Regions from separate parts of the Mus musculus genome. Here regions 1 and 3 are each linked to region 2. A link is a contact called in public HiChIP or PLAC-seq and promoter capture Hi-C data. All regions are on one chromosome and are shown on one strand. Each heading gives the region's core, a stretch centred on a gene start, on an enhancer-like site or on the middle of the called end of the contact. The rest is flanking DNA. Distances are from core to core; before and after follow the strand shown.

Region 1 (3,821 bases), core at 1,166-3,665, 260 kb before region 2:
TTTGGAATGTTCCTCAGAGAGAAGCTGAAAAAGTTCTTGTGGTTCCCAGATGAAGAGACAGAATGGCCACAGAGGGCATGAAACGTTGCCACTCTGACTTCTGGCTTCCAGACAAGCCCCATTTCGTGGACCCTCTTTCCCCACTCAGTGGACAGGTGTGATGTTATCAATGCCCCCCCCCCCATATTAGACTCACACCGGCCAGCAGAAGACAATTGAGGGGCATTTCCACTTGACATCAGGGTTGGGGCCTTCATTGCTTAAACAATCCCATTTAGAAGTGTCTCCAAAGCCACACTTGACTTTTACATCTCTTGTGTACCTTCCATCCAGTGCTCCATTTGCCTCCTCTTCACCACCTTCCACCTTCCCGTATTTCTTGGGTTAGCATCCTAGCTCCCCTGGTTGACTCCCTGAGGCTTCCCTGCCCATGAAAACTCTTCAACTAACCTGTCTCCCTGTCTGAAAAGTCAAAGCAGGCCTGAGTACTCTAAATTGAGGCCAGGAATGGTCTTAGGAGCACAAACTCCAAGTGTGTGTTTTAGCCCAGATGTGGACCAACTGGGTGAGACTGGCATCAGCTACTTCAGCATTTCAGTGGGACACAGCTAAGGCTAGGGTGACAGGACATTGTAGGTCAGGATGAAGGGGCAAGTGGAAGGCTGAAATGCCATGAAAGGGAGACTCTGCTCCAGGATAGGCTCCTGCACCTGAGGTGGACTGCTTGCTATGACATAACACCACGTAGTAGGATCCCACATTAGAGCAATAAGGAAGAGTACTTGGGCAAGCAGCCTTGCTGTAGGACAGCGAGTCTCACAGAAGCTTATTCAGTCTCACGAGACCCAGCTCATTCCCAAGAGACCGAACCTCATCTCTCAAGAAAGGCATGAATGTATACACAGAGGTAAATCCCTCATGCCTCAGATGCCTCCTAAAGGCCTCGCCTCCTGACACTGCAGTACAGGGAAATGAAGACTCAATGTGAGTTTTGCTGGGGACAACCCCTATCCCACCGTAGCGGGAAGTTGCCCACTATCAGCTAACACTCACATAGTACCAGACCATGGCGGGATCCGTTCTGAGCACACTCAGATGCTAACTTACTCCAGCCTCACTCTGACAGTTTTTTAACTTGCTTGCCCAAACTCTCAAAGCTGGCAGTGGCTCAGCTGGAGTTTGAACGCTGGCAGTCTGGCACCACCATCTCATAGGGTTGGTATGAGACAATCTTTGTAGAGATCCTAGCTCAGAGTCAATGCTCTAAAATAAGATATTGAAAAACAAGAGACTTGGTGCGGAAGGTAGACAGAAAAGGGGTCAACAAGAGAGGTTCACAGAGTGGCACGTGTTCAAAGCTGGACAGAGACAAGAAGAAACTGCACGGACAAACTGGGTGGGTATCCAGGGTTTAAACAGCACCAGATCTCGGCTTCCCTGTCTTCCCTCCACAAAGCTATTGTTGGTCTTGTGTGTCTGATTTAGGTAGTCCTCTCTTAGAACATGGCCCATACTGTACAGAGCAAGACATCATCCTCTTCATACTGCATTGTCGTTATGTTTGCTTTGTCCCCACTCCCTGCCCATATCAAAGGTAATGCCAGGCTCTTCTAGTTCTGTCCCCAGGGCCTGGCACCCAACCCAAGTTACAGCAATACATTGTAGTAGCTGCATTTATGTAAATGAATGTTACAGCTGGACAGTAACATCCCTGCCTGGGATGTAAGCATTTCTACACCTGCAGCTCTGAGTCCTAGTGGAAGCATGCCCAACCTTCATTCACACTCCAGATATGCGTAGATCATGGTGCAGACCTGCAGGGGTCTGTGAGGATGACAACAGTTAGACCACCCCAGGGCCTGAGGAACTGCTATGGAAGTCTCACCTCCAGCTCCGTCTCCTTGGCCACCTGCAGCCTAGACCTTGGCAGTCGCCTTCTGTAGCCCACAAGGAAACCACCCATGTGGAGCAGGCTTTCCTCCTGCTAAGACCTCTAGATCTCAAAAGTAAGTTTCCATGAGGTCTAGAACAGAGCCCCACAAAAAGCCCCTTTTCAGGTAACAGCTTTTCTTCCCCAGATGCATCCAAGGCAGGTTCCTGAGGTCACCCAGCCCCAACTCCAATGGAGCCATCCCTAAGACACTTCTCTCTTCAGTTCCTGATCAGAGATGCTCACACAGGGAGGCCCAGGGAACCTCCAGGGGGGATTCCAAGCCCACAGGACAGCCTGCCATCTGGACCTGACTCCTCCAGCAGTTGCTTAAGAATGTTGGCACTCAGACTGGGGTGGGGGTAGGGTGGGGTTCATCATAAAAACCCCTATATTTGTTTGAGTTTCTATCCCTAACACTGTCATCCTGGCCAAACCCCAGGAGTCAGAAATTAGCTTGGTTGTGTAAGCTGGAAGCAGGCAGACCAAAGTATAAAATGTTCTAGCCACAAGTAGAAGATCAATATGTGAAATGGCTGGCCAGCCCAAGGTCATCTTGTCTTCTAAGTCGAAGGTCCGTCAGGCAAGCTGCTTTTGTGAAGCAAAGACAGAGGCAGCTCGGTCGAGAGCAGGGCTCTGGGCACCATGTGGCACTGGGAAAACGCTGTGCTCTTGGCTTGTATCTCTCACCTGCATTCCGCATACCTTTCCTGTGTGCAAGCGAGAGCAAGAAACCCAGCCAATGCTATCTTTGTGCCAGAAAGTCAGATAACTCCTGGTGACAGAAAGTAAGGGAATTTCTGCTAATCCATTCTCTGGAAAGGGCAGTACCCAGAACATTCCAGGTACCCTGCAGATCTCCAGCAATAGTAGAAACTCTCCACGAATGGAATTGTTTGTGCGAGATAGAAGAGGCAGTGAGCCAGAGGTTGGCCCAGCTGTCTGTGCATGCTAAGTTTGCTGAACGTGTCCCGTTTTCCCAATGCTTTGATTCATCAGGCCCGCCCGCCCATGGCTCCCTTGAGTGGGCAGCTGCCTCCTAAGCCGTGACCTAAGGGACAAGGTACAGGATGGTACTCAGAAGATTTGGGAAGCCCAGCCTACTTTCCCAGGACCTCAGCAAGACACCGAGCAGAGTAAAGGGAGGCTTCAACAGTGCTGGCTCAAACTCTCAGGGTTGTGCGAGGTTGAAACCAAGAGGCAGAGCGTGTTAGTTGGTGGCTAGTAGGCCAGCACTTCTCAGCTTTGACCCCCTCTCTCCACTGTGTTGCTGGGACACGGGTATGCACCAGCCTTCTTGCTAGCTGGTCCCTGTTAAATGCTGGCAGTCACAGGAAGGAGGAAATCCCCCGGGATGTCAAACTCCTGGAAGCAGCAACTCACTTGAAAATGTCAAGATTAGGAGTAAGTGCCATCCCTTCTTACCTTCATTTTTTTTTCCTTTTTTCAATTTTTATTAGGTATTTTCTTCATTTACATTTCAAATGCTATCCCAAAAAATTTACAGCACAAATCTCACGTTACACTCCACTCACATAGAGACCCAGAGATAGAAACCCGACAGGCAGCTCAAGGAGAGGTGCGCTGAGAACCGCAGTTCCAGAGCTGTCCTTGGCTCAAATGCTCTGGTTTCTTGTCTCTGCCTAAATGAGCACCCTTGCCTAGAGGCTCTGTGTGAAGGTGGGGACTGGAACTCCAGTGCAGACATCAGTCATTCGGGTAAAAATCTTTGGAGCTGGATCTCCCTCTTGATTTTCATAAAACATGAGTTCTATTAAGTTCCAATTTCACCCCATCTCTTAAATGATTTTAGGTTTACCTTTTCAGTAGGGAGTGGTCATAGTAAGGAATGGAATCCACCTTCAGGTGGAGAGAAGCCATTGTCTTTTGC
Region 2 (3,827 bases), core at 607-3,106:
TGAGGTGGTTGTGTAGATGCTGGTAAAGACGTGAATGTGACAGCCTATCAGGGCAGCAAGGAAGAGTGCAGTAGCTTCTAACTAGGGAGTCAACCTCCTCAGGAATCTTTATCTACAGGAAAATGAACATGGGGAGTGCTCACTATCAGAGATTACACAAACACAGTGGTTTTAAACATTTTTAAATGTGTATCTTTGTGAATATATGCCATGTGTGTGCGAGTGCCTGCAGAGGTCAGAAAAGGGTGTCAATTCCCAAAGTTGCAGTTCTGGGCAGTTGTAAGCAGTGTGGTAAGGGTGCTGGGAACAAAACTCAGGTCCTTTGAAAGAGTAGCAAGTGCCCTTATCAGCTGAGCTGTCAAATTCTAACTGGTTTAATGGTTAGCACCTGCCCAGTGCCCTAGGGAGTGAGGGCACTCTCACCTGTTTATAAACAAGCCTCATTAAGAAACTGTGCCCTGTTCATCTTTGCATGAATAGCATGTAGCTTGAGCTTACTTTTGAGTTTGGGTATTTTAAGCCTATTTGTCAACGCTAAGGAGAATCCTCAGAGAAGAGGGTAGTGGTTGTTACTAGCTTAAAGGTGGCAGCTGAGGTTCTGATTGAGACCTGTGTCAATTTGGAGAAGATAAAACTTTGAACACTGCCTAGGTGGAATGTCTTGTTGCAGTGGTCCCAGGAAGAAAAGAGTCTCTGCTCGGAGAAGACCAGCTAGACAGGCGATGGGGGTCAGGCTGTGCATTCTTGGAACACTGAATGAAAGCCAAGACTTTAAATGTATTTGGTGTGATAGGTTCTTGGCTGTTTCTGATCCCTAAAAAGGAATGTCTGAAACCAATAAACACAGTCACTCATTTATTCATAACTTTTGTTTTGTTGGTTTTTTTTTTTTTTTTTTCAGGTCAGTGGCTATGTAGCTTAGGCTGACCTGAAACTTGGTATGTAGACATGGCTGGTCTCTATGGAGATCCTCTGCCTCCTGACTGCAGAGACTATAGAGGTGTGACTCACAACTTTTTTCTTTTTTGTCTATTCACAAAATTTATATATTTGTTCACTGTAGAAACGAGGGCAAAATCATAAACTATTTTTAAAAAAAATCATTAACCAGGTGTGGTGGCACACGCCAGAACTTGGAAGGTGGAATGAGGAGGATCGGGAGTTCAAGTCCAGCCTGGACTTCATGTGACACGGTCTTAAACACACACACACACACACACACACACACACACACACACACACACACACACACACAAAACCAAAACCAAAGTTGGGGGGTGTTGCTGGGTTTATTGGGGCACTCCTGTAATCCTAGCCATTGGAAGATGAAGGCAGGAAAATCAGGAGTTCCAGGACAGTCTTGGCTACCTAACAAGTTCAAGTGGACTCCCAGGGACCACTGCCACTCTCTTAACCCAAAATCAAATAGTTAGGAAGTCAACCTCTCCGTCCTTATGCTGTATTTACGCCTTTACTATCCAAAGCTGTTGATAGGATTCTTTGACTTTGTACATCGGGCGAAACACTTCCAGGGATGATGCCTGGCACTGCAGGTTTTCTAACCGATGCGTCCCTCCAGTCTGGTCGCACGCAGTGATGCAGGGACCAACAGAGAGCTGGATGGAGCAGGGCGGAGCTGCGAAGGGATGAGGGCGGGGAGGCGGGGCGAGCGCTCAGACGGAAGGTGGGGAGGGTGGTGCCCTGGGCGGGGAAAGGTGGCAGGGGCGGGCTCGGCCGAGGCTCCCGGCTCAGGTGGGCGGCGCGGCCCAGGTGCGCCGGCCCGCAGCCGCTCCGCCCTCCTCCCAGGGGCGTCTCCCGCCCGCACGCCCGCCCGCACGTCCGGGTGACGACCGTTAGTCCCGCCCGCAGCAGACGGCTCGGCAGCTCCGGTGGGGGGGCATCTCTGGTCTCTAGTCGGGAGATTCCCCCAGGTCCAAGACTGGCTGGAGAGAGGCCGGAGAGTGCGGCTGCTGCGGGGCGGAGAGATTCCGAGCGACTTGACCTTCCCAGCCGCTGCCCCTCCTGAAGCCGTCCCGGCGCTGCTCCGGGCTCCGTTAATTGTTGAGGTTTTTCTCTTAAGTGGTGGTACCTCGGCATGAACTTTAAAGGCAAAGATGACAGACTTTGTTGTTTGGAAGCCTACCTTACTTTGACATGTCTTAAGAACTCAAGGTTGACTGGTGGTAAGATATTCCACTTTAATGAGAGCATCGGTTTAACGAAGCAGTTTTCTGACTTGTATAGGGCGTAAGTCTTTTTTTTTTATTTTTATTTTTTTTTATTTTGCGTAAGTCTTTGTAGATAGGAGTTCTGAGTGATTTATCAGAACTTTTTTTTTTTTTTGCCATCAAAAGGTTTGTTTGATTCATCAGCCTGTGGTTGCATGAATAATTTTCAAAGTTTGAAGCAGGCATTTTGGTGTATAAGCAAGATGAGGATGAAGGCAGCGACAGAGTCTCTGGTTTTCCCAAGTAGGGAGCGTGTATCAGGGCTCCTACTTTATTCCCAACGGTTTTTAGCTTCCATTTCCCAAATCTTATGCTGGTGAGGCACCTAGTGGTGAAGTGGCAGAACAGGTCACTTTTAGAATAAATTTCACATGGAATAAAATTCAATACAATACAGTAAATGCACATGCTCTAACTTTCGCAAATTGATTGAATTAATATTTTTTCAGGAGAAAGTGATTTATGAGAGGAAACATTGTAACTTACTATTTGGAGCAATTTGTAGAAAGCAGAGCTTAATCATCTTGTCCTACCAGGCATGCGCAGAAGTTAGTCATAAGCACAGGGGATCAGAAGTCAAAACTGCCCAAAAGCGGAAGAGGCTTAAAAATCACTTTGCTTTATAGCAGTGAGCCTCGGATCTTGTGGTTTTTGTAGCAGGTTATTTTGTAATATTTAAACTACATATTTAACTTACATACCATACATGTCTAAGTCCATGTGGCCGAACGAGAGAAATGACTTCTATGGCATGCTATGTTTGCATGTGTGTCACCCACAAATAAATGTTAAAAAGAAAAAACATAGTGGTTTTTTTCTGATTTATTTTTAATTATGTATGTCTGTGTATGTGCATGAGTACAGTGCCCATAGAGACATACATAGAGACACTATTGAACATGAGGATGTGAGCTGGGAACCGAGCCTGGGTATCTGGTGAGAGCAGTGCAAAAGCTCTTGACCTCTGAGCCGCAGCCCCAGCCTCGCCTGGTGAGCTTTGAAAGGAAATAACTGAACACAGAGACATTAGAATGTTGCAACCGAATATACACTTGCTAACTAAAATCATACAGTAACAAAATAATCTGAAAATAAGGCTGGTATGTTTTTGTTAAGAATAGTTCAAGTAAATATTTGTGCTTGGTGCTTTGCCTATGGTTGTCAAGTAATCAGAATATAATACAGTTTATAGCAAGGTGGTATTTTAAGTAGGACATTTAGGACAGTTTATTATGAAAATTTGTTTTTAAGTAACTTGAAAAAAATCACATAATTTCCTATTATCTATATTTAACACAAATTATATATTTTGTTATAAGTTGCTTGGCTGCACATCACAAAGGAAGAATAAACTTGTATCTACTTGGTAAAAACAGAGAGCTTGAAGATATCCCAAAGGCACTCAGCCAGCCACAGAGCAGGAAGCAATATGGACTCCTCTGCTGTCACTGTCAAGGGTCTCAGCCTCATAGACTTTTGTTCCACATCCTCCTTTAAATATAGGGGCCATCACGAGCTGTCAGAATCTTGCAGCCTTAATAAGAAAGAAGAAGAGCCTATGCTAACCTGTGAGCATCCTGAAACTCCAAGTTTAGGTTC
Region 3 (4,070 bases), core at 1,352-3,851, 230 kb before region 2:
GAAAGTGAGAGCCCTTAGTATGCACAGCTCTCAGACACAGAGCCAGGAGCGGACACTAAAGAAAAGTTGAGGGATGCAAATAGCAGTCTGTATTGGAATGCCATCTAGGAGGCCCCAGGGCAGGTGACCATGCAGCAGTTAGAACCAATGTATTGAACTTGTCATTCTCAAACTGACCTGTGCACTGAACCCCTGCCCCAGAGTCCTCCACTAGATGCTGGAATCCCTTAAGGGACAGAGAGAGGGTAGATTACCCGAAAGATGAGTCAGGCTACGTGCGAGGTGTCAGGCACAGACATTGCTTCCAACTCTACATTGGCCTGACTTAGCACATGCAACCTCTGAATGTGAGGAACTTTGGAATGGGTACAGAAACTAGCAGGATGCTCCTAGGACCTTGCCTGTCCACCCAACACTGTCTTCACAACACTGGGGTTACAGTCAATTCTGGCCCTGCCCCTTTTTATACTGGTGTGGGGACTCAAACTCAAGTCCTCATGCTTGCGCCGTAAGAGCTCTTACCCATTGAGCCATCTTCCTAGTTCCACCCTTAAACATACAGAGACAAAATAGTAGGCACAGTCAAGTTTAAAGTCTGCTCTTCTGGGGCAAACGAGGAAGAAATAAAAGTTTCAAAACCAAAGAAAGTGACAGAGGAAGCAGAGACCATCATCTGTTCCAGTGGAAGAAAGACTGTGGGTTTACCCAGCACTATCACGCCCACCCACTCAGACGCCACAGTAGGCGGCACAGGCTCCCGCTTGCCCTTCCAAGTCTGCCCACAGTGCCTTGCTCTGGCCTCCCTTCCTGGCCCACCTATTCCCGTCTGCTGGGCTACAGGAAAGACTTTCAGTGAACTCATCTTTGACTCCCAAGTGCATAACATAGTGTCCAGCACAGAAAGAGTTGTTGGTAGAACTTGATCCAATCAGAGTTATTCTGAAACGAAGAAAATAAGAGATAGGGAAGAGAAAGCCCCCCGTGGCTGGGAGTACAGTGACTGAGTGACCTTGGACAGGTGGTAGCTTAGCCTCTCCAAACTTTCTGTTTCCTTGTCTGTGAAATGGGTACATGATTGCTCTGACCTGAAATGCTTGTTGTGAGTGTTCCCTGAGTCAAAATATTCAAATGCACTTAGACTGCCCCCATTCATAATAAGTCTAGAGGAAGTAATCTACTGCTTACCCAACGGGGCAGGAGGAGGAACCTGTTGGAGACAGGCAACTTTTGCCATGTACTGTGGCCAAGGGACTTCAAAGTCAGCAAACATCAGAGGGTGACATTTAACTTTTACAGAACAAACAGAGCATCAGGTGCTGGCCCTTTACAAGCCAGAGCAGGAAATGGGCGAGTTGACATGGTGACTTAAGAAGTCCCACAGTGGCAGGTGGAAGCTGGTGTTTTGAGGGGAAATCTGATGATCTGATGTGTGTGTTGATGTCAGGAGGCCAGGGGAAAAGTGTGGGTGGGTGTGTTTGTGGGAGAAGAGAGTAGAAATTTCTTGGTGTATCACAGAGCTGCCTTGTAGTATATGACTCAGTGTGTGAGCAAGAAGTGACTGCTTTGTTGCATTAAAGCTTCCATAATTCAAAAGATTCAGTGCAGTGGCCGTGTGGTGAGATTTCAGAGATTTAGAGGAAACTGAGATTTTTTAGTGGACAAGACCCAAAAAAACCTGCCAGATAATATCAAGAGGAGACAGACAGTGGAATGAGCTTTTTGGCTTTATCGCTCAAAGTTCATCTTCCTTTCTTATGGAAATGGAACACAGACCAGTTCTGATGGCATGAGATTGGGGGCTGACTTGTGAGTAACCTAGACCTGTGATTGGTTCTCATTAACCACTCTCAGAAGGTGGTCAAGAAGTGGAAAACAGGACAGGTTGTCAATTATGCAAATGTTATGACCGAAAGGGAAACCACTCTGGCCCGGCCCTCCCTCTAGGTGATTATAGACTTCGGTGCAGAAAGCTCAGCTCCCCTCCCTTCTGTTGGGAGTACTCTCTATAGGACCAAGACTGACTGGAACTCACTATCCCCCTGCTGCTGCCTGCCAGGCGCTGGGATCGAAGGACAGTTAAACGGCAGTAAGGGCTGCTCTCACACTCTTCCTCTCCTGGAATGCCATCCTCTCCCTGGCCTTTGCCTAGAAACTTTTCTGCCGCTCCTCAAAAACTGACTTCTGCTCCTGCTCTCTTGGTTTCTCTTGTTCTTGCTTTCCCTTCCACCTTCTCTCTCCATTCCCTTCCCCCTCTCTCGCCACGTGCTCATGGCCAGCCTCTATTACTCTTCTCTATTCTCTCTGCCTTTCTCTGCCTCTACTACCCTCTTAACTTCCCTCCATATGCCCTGAATAAACTCTATTCTATACTAAAAAACAAACAAACAAAACAAACAAAAACAAACAAACAAAAAACCCAAAGAAACAAAGAAACAATCACCTGACTCCCTAGGGCTTACTACTTGCTACTCTTCTGAGAGAAAGGGATTTTTGTCATCAGAAGGAGTCTTGTTATTGTGGGAACCACTGAGCTCTGATAGCTGACCCACAGGTATGATCAGCATTGAACGAATACTCAGTGTTGCACAATTGGTTGGGCAAGCCCTGTGGCTTGGATCAGTCTGGGTTTGTACAAATGTTCCCCAACCAGATTCTAATGCTGATGAAACCATCTTTGTGGACACAGAAGAATGTACTCAGCACTCTTGACTCATGTCCCCAGTTATCCAGCTGTGGACACATGTTCACTTTTCATCCCTTTGGCCTCAAGAGCCACGGGACCACCAAGCAAGAAGCCTCAAGAAGAAGGCATGTGAAGACAGTTAGGACCTTTTAACATTTGGGTGTTTGAGGGGATCCTTAACCAATGCTTTGTGGTGTGTCTGGAGTTCTCAAGTTAGAATCTGAGAGATGAGGAAAGAAATGAAGAGACAACTAGCCCGTGTGCTTGTTAGCATCTTTTGATCAACTTCATACAATCTGGAGTCATCTGAGAAGAAAGAAAATGCCTCCATCAGATTGGCATGTGGGCAAGTCTGTGAGGCATTTTCTTAATTTATGAGTGAAATGGAAAGACCCAGCCCACCATGAGTGATGCCTCTGGGCAGTTAGCCCTGGGATGTATACAAAAGCAAATTGAGCAAGCCAGAGGAACAAGCCAGTAGGTAGTATTCCTTCATGGCCTCTGCTTTGGTTCCTGTCTCCAGGTTCCTGCCTCGAGTTCCTGCTCTGGGTTCTCTCAAAGATGTAGAAGTGTAAGCTGAATAAATCCTTTCCTCCCCAAATTGCTTTTTGTCATGGTGCTTATCATACCAATAGAATATAAATTAGTACACCTTCTCTTGAGAAGTGTTTCCTCTTCTCTGATCCATTCAAACTTTTCACCATGTGACCCTTGAAAGCAGGAGAGGAGTCTTCTATTTGAGGTAAAAAATGCAAACCTCAGAGGTGCAGGTGTAGCTTGTGCTGAGCACTGGCCTGCCTGCCTGTCTGGCCTGCCTGCAGTTCTAGATTAAAGCCTGAGTCCCACAGAACACACGAGCAAATGAACAAATAGGAATGATCACCATGAAAATGCTTGTAAGAGCAGGTAGGAAAAAACCTCAGGAGCCAGAGGGCAGTGAACCTGCTCACCTGTCTGGGGCACTCTGGGGACCAGATTTTCACAATGCTTTCAATTTCTCAGGTATGCTCAAATACAAGAGGATTTGCAGTGTTTGGTATTGTTTTTTCTGAGATTTTGGATTTTTGTTGGAGATTGGTTCTAACGCTTTAATTTCATGGGGAATCTGTATGTCCAAATGCTGAAGGTCCTTGTCCCCAGTTGGTTTTTGATTGATCAATAAAGATGCCAGCAGCCAAGAGCTGGGCAAAGGGAGACGGGGTAGGCTAGGATGAGGGAGAGAGGAGAGAAAACTAACCAGCCATGTAAAAATTTGAGTGAGTGGCCACCGGACACTTCCCTGAGTGGGTCTTGGGTAGCAGGGTAGGCTTAGGAGTACCCAGCCTTTGAGGTAGCCAAGGAATTTTAAAACTAACTGGGGTGTGTGTATGTGTGTTCCATTCATGAA

Evidence for each region. Promoter capture Hi-C pulls out the DNA fragments that hold promoters and counts their contacts. HiChIP or PLAC-seq counts read pairs in DNA pulled down with a chosen protein or histone mark.
Region 1: a promoter capture Hi-C map of liver shows a contact between it and region 2, with 2.9 times the contacts expected there. The contact joins the enhancer-like site here to the promoter of Fbxo43 in region 2. A contact is called at or near these places in 11 of 39 promoter capture datasets (the 3T3-L1 cell line, cranial neural crest, embryonic stem cells and 6 more), 3 of 484 Hi-C or Micro-C datasets (liver, olfactory sensory neurons and uterus), 3 of 115 datasets of contacts at active chromatin or transcription factors (bone marrow-derived macrophages, embryonic stem cells and fetal liver) and 2 of 9 other capture datasets (adipose tissue and liver).
Region 3: a BATF HiChIP or PLAC-seq map of CD8 T cells shows a contact between it and region 2, with 6 read pairs. The contact joins the enhancer-like site here to the promoter of Fbxo43 in region 2. A contact is called at or near these places in 9 of 39 promoter capture datasets (the 3T3-L1 cell line, embryonic stem cells, hematopoietic stem and progenitor cells and 4 more), 1 of 484 Hi-C or Micro-C datasets (memory CD8 T cells), 4 of 115 datasets of contacts at active chromatin or transcription factors (CD8 T cells, bone marrow-derived macrophages, craniofacial prominence and 1 more) and 4 of 9 other capture datasets (adipose tissue, liver, macrophages and 1 more).

Annotation. Positions count from the first base shown.
Region 1 is chr15:36,418,920-36,422,740 of GRCm38.p6, reverse strand. No RefSeq gene overlaps it. Among named protein-coding and RNA genes, the nearest start is that of Gm34316, 36 kb to the left of the region's middle. Within about 2 kb of position 2,415, at least 13 of the 459 cell types and tissues checked have an H3K27ac peak or open chromatin away from gene starts, as enhancers often do. A contact at or near this core is called in liver, where this site is marked.
Region 2 is chr15:36,162,890-36,166,716 of GRCm38.p6, reverse strand. It overlaps Fbxo43 (F-box protein 43), which reads left to right and starts at 1,856. Exons shown (of 5, transcript NM_001081253.2): 1 at 1,856-2,247; 2 at 3,548-3,827. The coding sequence starts at 3,658.
Region 3 is chr15:36,393,657-36,397,726 of GRCm38.p6, reverse strand. No RefSeq gene overlaps it. Among named protein-coding and RNA genes, the nearest start is that of Gm34150, 21 kb to the right of the region's middle. Within about 2 kb of position 2,601, at least 54 of the 459 cell types and tissues checked have an H3K27ac peak or open chromatin away from gene starts, as enhancers often do. A contact at or near this core is called in CD8 T cells, liver, memory CD8 T cells and 1 more, where this site is marked.